Regions from separate parts of the Mus musculus genome. Here regions 1, 2 and 4 are each linked to region 3. Evidence: chromatin contacts called from public HiChIP or PLAC-seq data. All regions are on one chromosome and are shown on one strand. Each heading gives the region's core, a stretch centred on a gene start, on an enhancer-like site or on the middle of the called end of the contact. The rest is flanking DNA. Distances are from core to core; before and after follow the strand shown.

Evidence for each region. HiChIP or PLAC-seq counts read pairs in DNA pulled down with a chosen protein or histone mark.
Region 1: a contact with region 3 is called in an H3K4me3 HiChIP or PLAC-seq map of embryonic stem cells, with 16 read pairs. The contact joins the promoter of Kif18b here to the promoter of Adam11 in region 3. A contact is called at or near these places in 3 of 39 promoter capture datasets (cranial neural crest, embryonic stem cells and macrophages), 5 of 484 Hi-C or Micro-C datasets (Sertoli cells, embryonic stem cells, muscle stem cells and 1 more), 9 of 115 datasets of contacts at active chromatin or transcription factors (the SCID.adh cell line, double positive thymocytes, embryonic stem cells and 2 more) and 4 of 9 other capture datasets (adipose tissue, embryonic stem cells, liver and 1 more).
Region 2: a contact with region 3 is called in an HNF4G HiChIP or PLAC-seq map of pancreatic cancer cells. The contact joins the promoter of Gpatch8 here to the promoter of Adam11 in region 3. A contact is called at or near these places in 1 of 39 promoter capture datasets (cranial neural crest) and 1 of 115 datasets of contacts at active chromatin or transcription factors (pancreatic cancer cells).
Region 4: a contact with region 3 is called in an H3K27ac HiChIP or PLAC-seq map of embryonic stem cells, with 6 read pairs. The contact joins the promoter of 2410004I01Rik here to the promoter of Adam11 in region 3. A contact is called at or near these places in 2 of 39 promoter capture datasets (embryonic stem cells and stem cell-derived epiblast-like cells), 3 of 484 Hi-C or Micro-C datasets (the G1E-ER4 cell line and embryonic stem cells), 4 of 115 datasets of contacts at active chromatin or transcription factors (embryonic stem cells and stem cell-derived neural progenitor cells) and 2 of 9 other capture datasets (liver and pancreatic islet).

The regions. Positions count from the first base shown.
Region 1 is chr11:102,923,758-102,926,457 of GRCm38.p6, reverse strand. It overlaps Kif18b (kinesin family member 18B), which reads left to right and starts at 1,334. Exons shown (of 16, transcript NM_197959.2): 1 at 1,334-1,475.
Region 2 is chr11:102,554,688-102,557,416 of GRCm38.p6, reverse strand. Gpatch8 (G patch domain containing 8) reads left to right here and starts at 1,259. Exons shown (of 8, transcript NM_001159492.1): 1 at 1,259-1,337. The coding sequence starts at 1,293.
Region 3 is chr11:102,760,010-102,762,709 of GRCm38.p6, reverse strand. It overlaps Adam11 (a disintegrin and metallopeptidase domain 11), which reads right to left and starts at 1,275. Exons shown (of 27, transcript NM_009613.3): 1 at 1,026-1,275; 2 at 378-562. The coding sequence starts at 1,089.
Region 4 is chr11:102,962,823-102,965,522 of GRCm38.p6, reverse strand. It overlaps 2410004I01Rik (RIKEN cDNA 2410004I01 gene), which reads left to right and starts at 1,369. Exons shown (of 3, transcript NR_037963.1): 1 at 1,369-1,502.

The DNA.
Region 1 (2,700 bases), core at 85-2,584, 160 kb before region 3:
AAGCTGGCTTTGAACTTGTAACATTTTCCCTCTCCTGCCTTGGCATGTATCACAATCCCCACCTGTGATAAATATCTAAGTTTTTCCTATAGACTGGGAGCTCTGTATATCACATATCACTGTAACCTCTGAACCTGTCATAACAATCGTTGAATGAATCTGAGAACACCTAGTGCCATTTTATTGAACATCTACAAGGTGCGTTATTCACATTACGTTTTTTTTTTTTTTTTTAATTTTTACTTATGGGGATTTAGCTCAGTGGTAAAGAAAAGGCCTTGGGGGCTAGAGAGATGGCTCAGCGGTTAAGAGCACTGACTGCTCTTCCAGAGGTCCTGAGTTCAATTCCCAGCAACCACATAGTAGCTCACGACCATCTGTAATGCTCTCTTATGGTGTGTCTGAAGAGAGCAACAGTGTACTCATATACATTAAAAAATAAATAAATAAAATGAAAGACCAAGCAAACTTCACTCACTCAAAAGAAAAGGCCTTGGGTTTGGTTCTCAGCTTGGGGTGTGTGTGTGTGTGGGGACGTTTAGGGCGCAAAAAAACAAAACAAAACAAAAACAAAAACAAAAAAACCAGATTTACAGTAAGCGAGGAGGGAACTTCTTTACCAGGAAGCTATCATTAAACAACTGTTCCTTTTGGAGACGGAGAAGGCAAGAGTATTCAGTGTTCTTGTATCTTTGTACTAACCCTAACTTCATGTAATTTTGTTGTTTTTGTCCTCACTAAACTAAGTGTGGTGAATAAATAATTTGAGTCAAGTTATCCAGTATTAAATGACTCTACTAGCTTGTTCACAGTTGTGGTGAAAGAAACCCTACAGTAACCTTTACATGCCCCAGACTTGCTCACAACGCCACCATGAGGACAGTTTACTTGAGAGAGAGATCGAGTAAAGTTCTCATGTAGCTCAGGCTGGCCTGGAACGCTCTACCTGGAGGGTGGCTGGTTTCGAACTCAAATAGATCCGCCAGCCTTTGCCTTCTGCGTGATGGGATTAAAGGCACGAGCCACTCTGAATTGGAGGGTGCCTATTTAAGCCACAAAAGCAGGTTTTAAATTCTGTCGAATGTGTGGTCGCTGTAACCGCTGCTGAACTCAGCCCACAGACCACAGAGACGGGGCAGGCCCCCTGGTTACACTGCTAGAGACTCGATTCTGGTGGCAATTCCGCTCCGTCCGGTTTGATTTGGCCAAAGAAACCCAAGGCGCGCAAGAGAACTAGTGCGCAAGCGCACCCCCGGCTGTCTTTGTTACTTAGGAAACAGCCAATCAGCGAGCCGGGCGGTGACCAATGAGAAGCGCGGATGAGCGGACCGGCTAGTTTGAACGCGCCGCGCCGGAAGAAGGTTGGTTCGGTGGAATCGGGTGTGGGGGAGCTCTCTCCTGAATCCGAGGGCTCCTGTCCGAGGCGGAGGGACGCGTAAGCGACCCCCGACACCAGCACCGGGAACCGACGAGAGGTAGGCTTTGGTCGACGGTGGGGCGGCCCCGCGGGCTCGGTGCAGAGCTGTCGTTTGCGCGGGCTCGCTGCAGTTGTCTGGAACCCGAATCAGCACTTGTTTGGGCAGGTCAGGGACGAGTAGGAGGGCACTTCCTTTACACCGAGAATGCAGCCGATCGTGATCTCTGCGTCCCACGGTCCGGGGCCCATATTAAGTCCTCTCATGTATACCCGGTCCTTTGAAAGGTGCACCCGGCTCCGTAGCAGCTACCCCTCCTCGTGTGGGAGGTGGAATTGGGTCTTTCTACAGGTCAGAATTGGAGATCTGGGACGCCCGGCAGGAGAGAATGGGAGAACCACTCCGCTCCTCTTGTCAGAGCTGATTACGCGGCTGTGTGTGTACCGAGGGAGGCAGCTTGGTTACTGGGACACTCCTAAACACTGGCGAGCATGAAAGAAAACCAGGCCTCTATTAGTACCAGGATGATCGAGTCTTTTAGCCTTGGACATTTGAGCTACTGTGACAAGTACAAGGTAGAGCCTGTTTTGTGCCAAAGAACTTAAAATACTGGTTTGTGTTGGTTTTGGTGGTTCAGTGCATCATAGGGAAATGATGTATCATATAACTTTACCAGCGGTGTCTAATATTTGTTGGGCACTTAAAAACCGAATGCCATTCAAGCTTAACACAAACCTGGTGAGACAGATAATTAAAAAATATTACAATTTGCATGTTGAGAAACGGAGGCACAGAGTGTAGTTAAGCTTGACTTGGGAGGACATATATAATTTTACTTTTGTGGATGAGCTTTTTGTTGTTAACAGCGCTTCCTTCAATGTCCCTATCCTATTTCTTCCATGCCTATTTCATTATGGAACCATGCCCTCTGCCAGTCAGGATTTTAAGGCATCTCATTCTCCATTACTTTGTTTTTATCTAATTTCGCTCCATTTGTACCTTTTTTTCTCTCATGGTCTAGAGATCAAACCTAGCCCTAATACCTTTTTTTTAAAAAAAAGTATAGAAGCATCATATTATTAGAGACATTTGCAAAGCTTTTCTCTTATCTAGTGACACAGCAACTGAAATTATCATAATATTGTATAAACTATATTCTCTCTCCACAAACAGTTAAGTTATAAATACAAACTAGGCATAGTAAAATAATCCCAGCCCCTGAGAGAGAGGCAGAGGAGAAGAGTCTCTGAGTTTAAGGCCAGTTGTATTGAGACTCTTTCAAAAC
Region 2 (2,729 bases), core at 10-2,509, 210 kb after region 3:
CATACATACATTCATTCATTCATGTAGGCGAAGCAGTCTTACACTAGGTAAAATTAAACAGCCCCCCCTCACTCCCCCACCCTGTGAAAACATTAAAGAAAACAAGAGCTGGAAAGATGGCTAAGCAGTTAAAAGCACTTGTTCCACATGCAGAGCACCTGGGTTTGTTTCTAGCACTGACATACATGGTGATTCTTAACTGTAACTCTAGCTTCAGGGGATCCAATGACTCTGAACATGAATATATATGTGTGGAGGGGGGAGAGGAGTGGGAGGGGGAGGGAAAATAGTAAGAAAAAAACGTCAAGCTCTTGGTAGCCATGTGTTTAAGTTTCTCTCTTCTTCAAGGTTGTGATCCCTTTGTTATGCCTTGATTTATATGTAGCTTTAAGATAGGTCATTCTTTTCATTACAGTCCCCCCCCCCCACAGTGTCACTTAGATTTTGTTATTTGAAGCAATGTCTTATAGCCCAGGCTAGCTTTGAACTTCCTATGTAGCCAAGGATAAGCTTGACTTAATTTCCCCTCAGCCTCAAGCAGGAATAGACACTCGTTTATATTTACAACTATTAGGTTAATTTATTGGTTATCTGACTTCCTGCCTGGAATGGAAGCCCTTTGAGAGATTTTTTTGGTACCTCTTAAGTAACATTATTATGTATTAATTTTAAAAATACCCTCTTTGGACATCGGGGGGCGAGCCTCTACTACATAGAGAGCTACAGGAAACCCTGTCAACAAAATAACAAAAACAAAACAAAAAAACATTAAAAGTACTCTAGCTGTAAAGTCAGATCTCATGCTACTGTATAGCATTACACTGTATATTATTACAAATACGGGATGGGCTTGACCGTAAACAAGAGCATAAGAAAGAAAGACTTCTGAACACTGCTAAGGGAGCAAGTGAATACTTCCCAGGCCCCCAAATGCTCTGCCCTGCTGATCTTTCCCTCCGGAAGCGCTTACGCGCGCCGGCGCGAGTGCGCATGCGCGGCCCGCTGGGGTCGCTCGGGGCCGGGCGTGAAACCGAGCGATGTGAGAGGAAGGTTCCGCCTCCAGGCCTGCGCGCCTTCGGGATTCCCGTCGGAACGAATTCCTGTTCCCTCCTCTTCCCAACACCCCCCCAACAATCCCTCGCCAAGCACACATCCTCCACCCCCCTCCCCACGCCTGCTGCGCGCGCCCGGTGGGCGTGGGAGGGGGCGTGGAAACAGAGAGGGGGCGGGCGTAGCGGGAGGGGAGGAGCGAACCGGAGAGCGTCGTCCTGAGGAGGAGTGAGAGCGGCAAAATGGCGGACCGCTTCTCCCGCTTCAACGAGGACCGAGACTTTCAGGTAAACACGGGCGTCGCCGAGGACCACCCACGCCCCCGGAGGGCTCGCCGCGAGCCCGGGGCCGCCTCCCTCCCGGCCTCCTGGCTCTCCTTCCTTCTGCTCTCCGCTCCACCTTGCAAGCCGGCTCTCGCCCCTTCCTGCCTCTCATTTCTCCAGGGGCCTCCGGGGCTGAGATGAGGCCGCGTCCCCGGCTTCATCCCTATTCACGCCGCTTCTTCGGCTCGGCTTTCCTCCTATTTTGCTCCTGGCTTCCCGCTCCGCAGCCGGGCGCTTTGTGGGGGTTGCGCTTTGCTTGTCTCGGGGCCTGTGCAGGCGCAGGGCCGGCCCGGCCCCCGGGGGAGAGGGCTGGGGCGGGGAAGGCTTGGGCCAGCGGTTTTCAGGCCGGGGCTATGGAAGCCTTGGCTTTTGCTCGCCCCGATCATCCTGGGGATCGCCTCTCCGTTTTCCCATTGTGACAAACAAGCCCTTTATCGACTGTCTAACCTAGTCTTCCCCCTGGTAAAGGGCGCCCTTTCTTATCAAAGACGCCTTTTTTGTTGAGGCGAGCCATTGAGCTTTCTCTGGGCATAAATAACTGCTGTTGTTTACAGGCCGTTAATTGGGTTGGGGACAGTAAGGTATAGGTCTGTGGACTGGCGTAAACTTAACTTCGAGACCTACCAAGATTTGTAAAGAAGCATAATTATGGCCTTTCCAAGCGGGAGTAAATTCGTTCCTAAACCTTGATTTTTTTTTTTTTTCTTTCTTCGTTTGCAAATGTTGATCTGGGAAAGATGTCCGTGGGGTGGCAGGCATTAAAGAAAAAAACAACAAAAACAAAACAAAACAAAAAAACAAACAACAAAGGCCGAATTAGAATCATTAGGCTTTTAGATATTGAAATTGTTACTGCAGGCATAGTTGGGAGACAATAAGGGATTTAGTAGCCTTTGGTTATTTCTAGGTAAAATACATCCTCAGTTGCAAATCACTGCATTACTACCGCATCTCCTGGCAACAGCAATTTAGGTCAAGGGATGAGCCTCCGAACTCGAGTTTTTGTATTCCTTTCAGCTTCCTCAACGCACCTCTAGCTGTGTCAGAAGGCAATTTGAAGGGTTTGAATTCTTGGAGATGATTGGGTTGATAGACAAAGCAATTTCAACTGGTTTAAAATCAACACTGTTAAATAGTCTTAGGTGTAGAACGCTATGGGAAGTTTTGCAGCAGTAAGGGATTTGGGAGTTGCTGAAAATGCCTTGTGGTCATGTGCCTGCCGCAGAAACTGCAGCCCAGCACAGCATCTTAAGGTGTTTTAAGGATTTATCTCAGGTCTTCCAAAGTTTGAGGTGGACATTTGATACCCGAGAAGGAAGGCAGGCTTATCTTTCTTTTCTTTCTCCCTATATCAAG
Region 3 (2,700 bases), core at 26-2,525:
GTGGGTCATCAGAGCATGAATCCCTGACTGCAGGGTGCTATCCTGTCCCTCAAGACCTGTTTTAGGCAGAACCACTGTTTCTGGTGGGCAGTGGGAGGTGGTTGAAGGATGACCCAAGCAAACTGAAACCGGAGCATGCCAGTGTCTACTGGTGTGCACGGCAGGGGAGGGGCCCGGAGCTGGATAGTCCCGGAGCTGGAGAGTCCCGGTGTTCTTACTGTTGGGCACCAGCCCCACCTGATGGCCCATTACACAGAAAGGGAAGCTGCGGTAAGGTGCGACCTCAGCGGGTGGCACCTAACCCTGCCTACTTGGCGGACTGTTGTGGGCTGTGAGGCCTGCTCCAGTCCCCTGGCCTCACCCCCAGCCTCACTCACCGTCCCCCTGGGCGGATCCTGGCGGACCCTGGTGTCCAACTGTGGCTTTCGGACCTCTCCCCCGGAGCTCTGCCTTACCAGCCGGCTGGGCTCTGTGACCTCAGAGCCCTCTGGACTCTCTGGGCTCCCCACATGGGCTGAGCTCCTCCAGTGCAGAGCTCCTCTGGGACCCAGGGCCCCAAGACCTGAGGAGACAAGGCCATAGCTGCAGGCAGATGCCCTCCCTGGGGCAGGAGACTTGGGAGGGGGGCAGGCTCCAGCTCCCACTCGATCGCGGCCCTTGGAGCCCAGTGGGCATATGGGTGGGAGGATCTGGCTGCCTTGCTGAGGGAAGAACCCCACGGGGTGGGGGCTGAGAGCTTCCTTCTGCCCAACAGTCACGACTGCCCCCCCCCCCCAAGCCCGCAGAGACCTGCAGAGTCCGCCGGCCAGCTGCAGGGGATGGCCGCGGTAGGGCTGGCCGGATCCGGACAGGTGGGTGGAAGCACCTTCCCTTCTCTCCCACTCCCCTACCCTCCCGAGCTCGGGACCGGCTGTCACCCGGAGCTCTGCAGGAAAATGTGGCTGCAGCAGAAACCGCTGCAAACGCCTGGGGCGCGGACCGGCCAGGGGCGCGGGGGCAGGGGCCAGGCGGCTGGGGTCACTCACCGGGCGGGGGGAGAAGCGGTAACAGCAGCAGAGCCGCGATCGCCCAGCGCCGCAGCCGCCTCATGGTTCGCTCATAATCCTCCGGGTCCGGGGGCTGCGGCTGCGAGCGGCGCGGGGAGGGAGGGAGGGAGCGAGAAAGGGAGGGAGGAGGGCGGGGGCGGGCGACGCCGGCGGCGAGCGGGGCGGGCGCGCGGGCCGGGCGGGGGTCGCGAGAGAGCGGCGCCGGGCTCAGTGCGCTCTGGCCGCGGCCATCCCGGCGGGGCGGCGGGGCCGGGTTAAGAGGCGAGCGGCAAAGCACGTGAGCTTTGGGCCCGCCCCCCACCCCCTAGCCGGGGCCCAGGCCACCACTGCGGTAGGACAAAAGGGGCACCGGCTGAAGACCCCCTCTTCAGGGCACTCCCTTGGCAGGTGCACCCATCCTGCGACCCCTCCGCAGCCACCCCTTTGCATAAGGAGTTGCAACCACTAGATTGGCAGGTGGAGGGTGGCAGGTGAAGAGGGTCCCTGAGGTCTGACTCTGATGTCCCATCTGGGAAATTGGATGTGGGGCGTGGCTGATGGCCCAAGCTCACCTCCAGGACTTACTACTCTTGAATGGAGTACCCCCAGCCCTGAGGCCTCTGCTGGTGGAAGGTTGGGCACTTGGGAACGCAGGGCACGGTGTCAGGGAGGGCAGAGGTCCTGTTGAACACCATTACACACACACACACACACACACACACACACACACACACACACACACTCACTCACTCCTCAGTGCTCCCTCCAGGATCCCTAGATCATCCAAGGCAGAGGTCACTGCAGCAGTCCTACACCGGGAATCTAAACCCTGTTTCCTAGGCTGCTTTCTCTTAACAAAGAGGTTCCTGACTCCCTTTCAGGGCTCCTGAGCTCGTGGGGCACCTCAGTCCTTCTCCCTAAACCAAACACAAACTACCTGGGTCGTTTATATAAGGCCAACATGCTCCATTTCTCTCCCATGTCCCAATCTTAAGGGGTAGAAGTTCCGTAGAGCCCTCCAGATTGGTCTATAGTCAGAAATACACGTGACCACAAGCTTAGCTGTCCCAGTTGACCCTTCAACCCAGTTCCTGGGCTTCTTGGGCATGATAAACCCAGTGAGAGGGCCTGGGATTTTGGCCTCTCAGTGAGGTCTTAATACCCCAATACCTAACTGAGATGTCTCTGGACTGGACATGTGGGGCATGACACCGGTCCATGACACCGGGCCATGTCTCTGGTTAGTGACGCTCCTCTGGGGACTGAGTATGTATGGTCATGTGACAACAGCTAGGCCCCATCCTGATCTCCCAGACCACAGTGGGTTTTTTTATACCAATACTTTGGAACCACAGGTCACTGAGTGGATGCAGGGAACCCCTTCCTGGGTCCCCTGCTCCCTCAGGGCCTCTGCTGGGGACTGGGGAGCTGCCTCTAGCTTGTGACAGCACCCCCATCCCCCAGCTCTATTTTAGGCCCCGGGAGAGGTGAGAAGGCGATTTCCCGGGAGGCGCTGACATCAATGTTGGGAATGAGGTGACTTCCCCCCCATCCCCAACCACCTGCCACTCCAGCCAGCCCCAGATGTTGAGCAAAACCAAGTAAATTCTTCCTCCACTCTGGAAGCATCTTGCAAACCTCAGGGATGCTTGGGTGAAGCGGCTTCCGGTATGAG
Region 4 (2,700 bases), core at 120-2,619, 200 kb before region 3:
CCCTTCTGAGGTAGAGGGATGGAGGATGGGGCTAGTCTGGACAAACAGGTCAAAAGCTAATTGGTGTGGGGGGAGGGGAGGGGCTATCGGCTTTCTGCTTGCCCCCATCCACCCCCATCTATGTCTCCTGCCTCTGATCTTTTGTTCAGGTGGGCCAGTCACAGTCACGGGAGGGCAGGTATCAAGTGTGAGATCTTTAGAAGGCCTGGGTGGTAGCCCTAACACCTGACCTGGGCTCAGCCAAGCACGGGCTGGCTGCTCACTGTGACCCTTCATCCTCCATATCACTCGGGGTGCTGGGGGAGGGGGGGATGGCAGTAGGGGACAGGGAGAGGGAAGAGAGACCTGACTCACACTTAGCCCACATCCTCGGCGAGACAGTAAGGAATATTTTTAGGAGCTCATTAAACAGGGAAGAAAGAAAGGAAAGGGAAGGAAGGAAGAGGAGGACTATGCATTATTTTTCATCCGAGTGACAGCTCAGAGCGCTTCCACTGGAACTGTCACGCAAAAGAAATGGCATGTCTAATATTATTATGGAACGGGAGTGCGCCAGCCCGCGTGGAGATGCGCGGCGTGTGGGAGGGTGCTTGCGCCACCAGTGAGCCACACTGTGTGGTGGTGAGACCAAGGTGAGCCTGGGTATGTGACACCAGGCTAGTGGGGGGGGGGGAGTGGAGGGGGAGGAGTGGGGGGATAAGGATAACTTCATGTAGGCATTGGATGCCTGGGATTTTAATGTAGGAACAACTCTGTGAAACTATGTGTAATGGGGCGTGCAGTCTGTGTACAACTGTGTAATTGGGTGTGTGTAACTCGAGTACGTGAGGTATCTCTGGAATGCTTGTACCTCTGGAACTGGGGGTTGGGGGCAGACTCGCAGGTGAGGGAGCAGCCAGAAGCAGAATCGGTTCCTAGGTGACCCCCAGAAGAGAGTAGAGAAATGGAGAGGATGAAAGGGGGGCCTCACCCACCTATCCGTGTCTTTGAAGGAATAAGAGCTATGGTTGGAAGGTTGTGGGGCAAATACTGACCCCCTGTTGTGAGTTCAAAGTTCTTGGATGGAGCTCCAAGTACTTAGAAGTACTTCCCAAAGATGATCTCACTGGATTTCCAGAGCGCTCTAGAAAGGCAGGCCGTTATTTTCATGGTCTGGGTAAAGTGGGCCGGAGGTATATGACACGCTGTCTGACAAGTACTTCCCTGACATCATGGAATCCGGGTATCAAAACTAAGATGTGACTTCTTGAAACGTCTAGAGCTGAGAACAAGAAGGTGGCCGAGGAGACTGGGCATTAGGAAGGCTTCTCGGGACTTGTTTGGAGTTCTGTGAGGATCTGCCAAGATGGTGAGAACCCAGAGCACTCTGGGAAAGAAGGAAGCCAGAGAGATACAGGGAGGGAGACAGAGCCATGCAGCAGGGCCGAGAGGAGGAGATTCGCTACTGTCAGCGGCTGAGCTGTGGCGCGGGCCTTGCCGACTCGGTAACTAAAGCCAACCTCGTAAGTGGCTAATTGATTTCTGTTCCCTGATTAAATGTGCAGCGCTTTACACGGCAGCAGAAGGAGGTCAGCACTCCCCCCACTTCTCCAGCGCGCCTCGTGCGAAGAGACAAAGAAATTGATTTTCCAATCGATGCTCTGAGCAATGATTAAATGTTCTCTGCACAGCGGGCCTAATGAGTCCCAGAGGGGCGTGCCGGCCCTTTAATTAGAGACTCCTAGGGGGCCTGGGATAGGGGCTGCTCTAGAGTGAGGGGACCCTGCCAGAGAGGACTCCTCATCTCCAGGGATTTGGTGGGCTTGGCCTCTGGGGCAGCATCCTGGTCTGAGAAAAGGGTCCCTGGATAGGGACCCTGTGGAGGCGTCACTGGGAAGTCTCCATCGAGGGACCCTCCAACAGGGAGATCCAATGGAGGGGCTGAAGGGCTGAGAGTCCCTGAGCTGAGCCTTCCAGGAAAGACCTGGGCTAGGAGACTTGGAGATTGCACCACACCTCCCCTTAGCCCCAGCAGAATACAGAGACCCATCCGCGTGGGCGTGATCCAGGGCCTCCACCCGGTGGGCTGGGTGCTCAGGCCCGGGCCAAGACCTCCAAGTAGACAACAGTTCTCCCTCCGGTCAGTCTAACTCCTTCAGCAGCAGAGACCCAGACAGGAAATGAATCCCCCTCTAAGCGGCTGCTGCGTTTTCATTACCCAGCTGCCCCATTGGAGGAACCGACTAAAGACTTTAGAAATTCAAATGAGGCTCTCCGGGGAGACCCGGGCTTAAACATTCCCCTGCGCAGGCGGCTTTATTGAAGGAATAAACTATATTTGCAAAGTAAGATATTGGGGCTGTCAGTTTCTCTTAGGGATATAATGAGATCCTGGGAGGGAGGGAGGCAGCAAGATGGAGCTCCCGAGGGCGGGAGCCCCAGGCTGGAGCTCGGAGGTGAGCTGGCTCCCAAAGGCCAGCCTTGCTTCTACTGTGGAACCCAGACTTCCTCCCCAGATCCACTATTCCACCTCCCTCTCAGTGCTGAGAGTTAGAGGCTTGGTGCCTAGGGAGAAAAAATAACATTGCTCTGGCCTGGAAATCCCAAGACAGTAGAGGCCTCTCCAGTCTCCAGGCAGCTCTGCGACTTACCTGTCTGCTCTCCTACTACGGATTCTCTACAGGGAAAACAGAAGTGGGCATGTGGGCTGGGGCTAGTTGT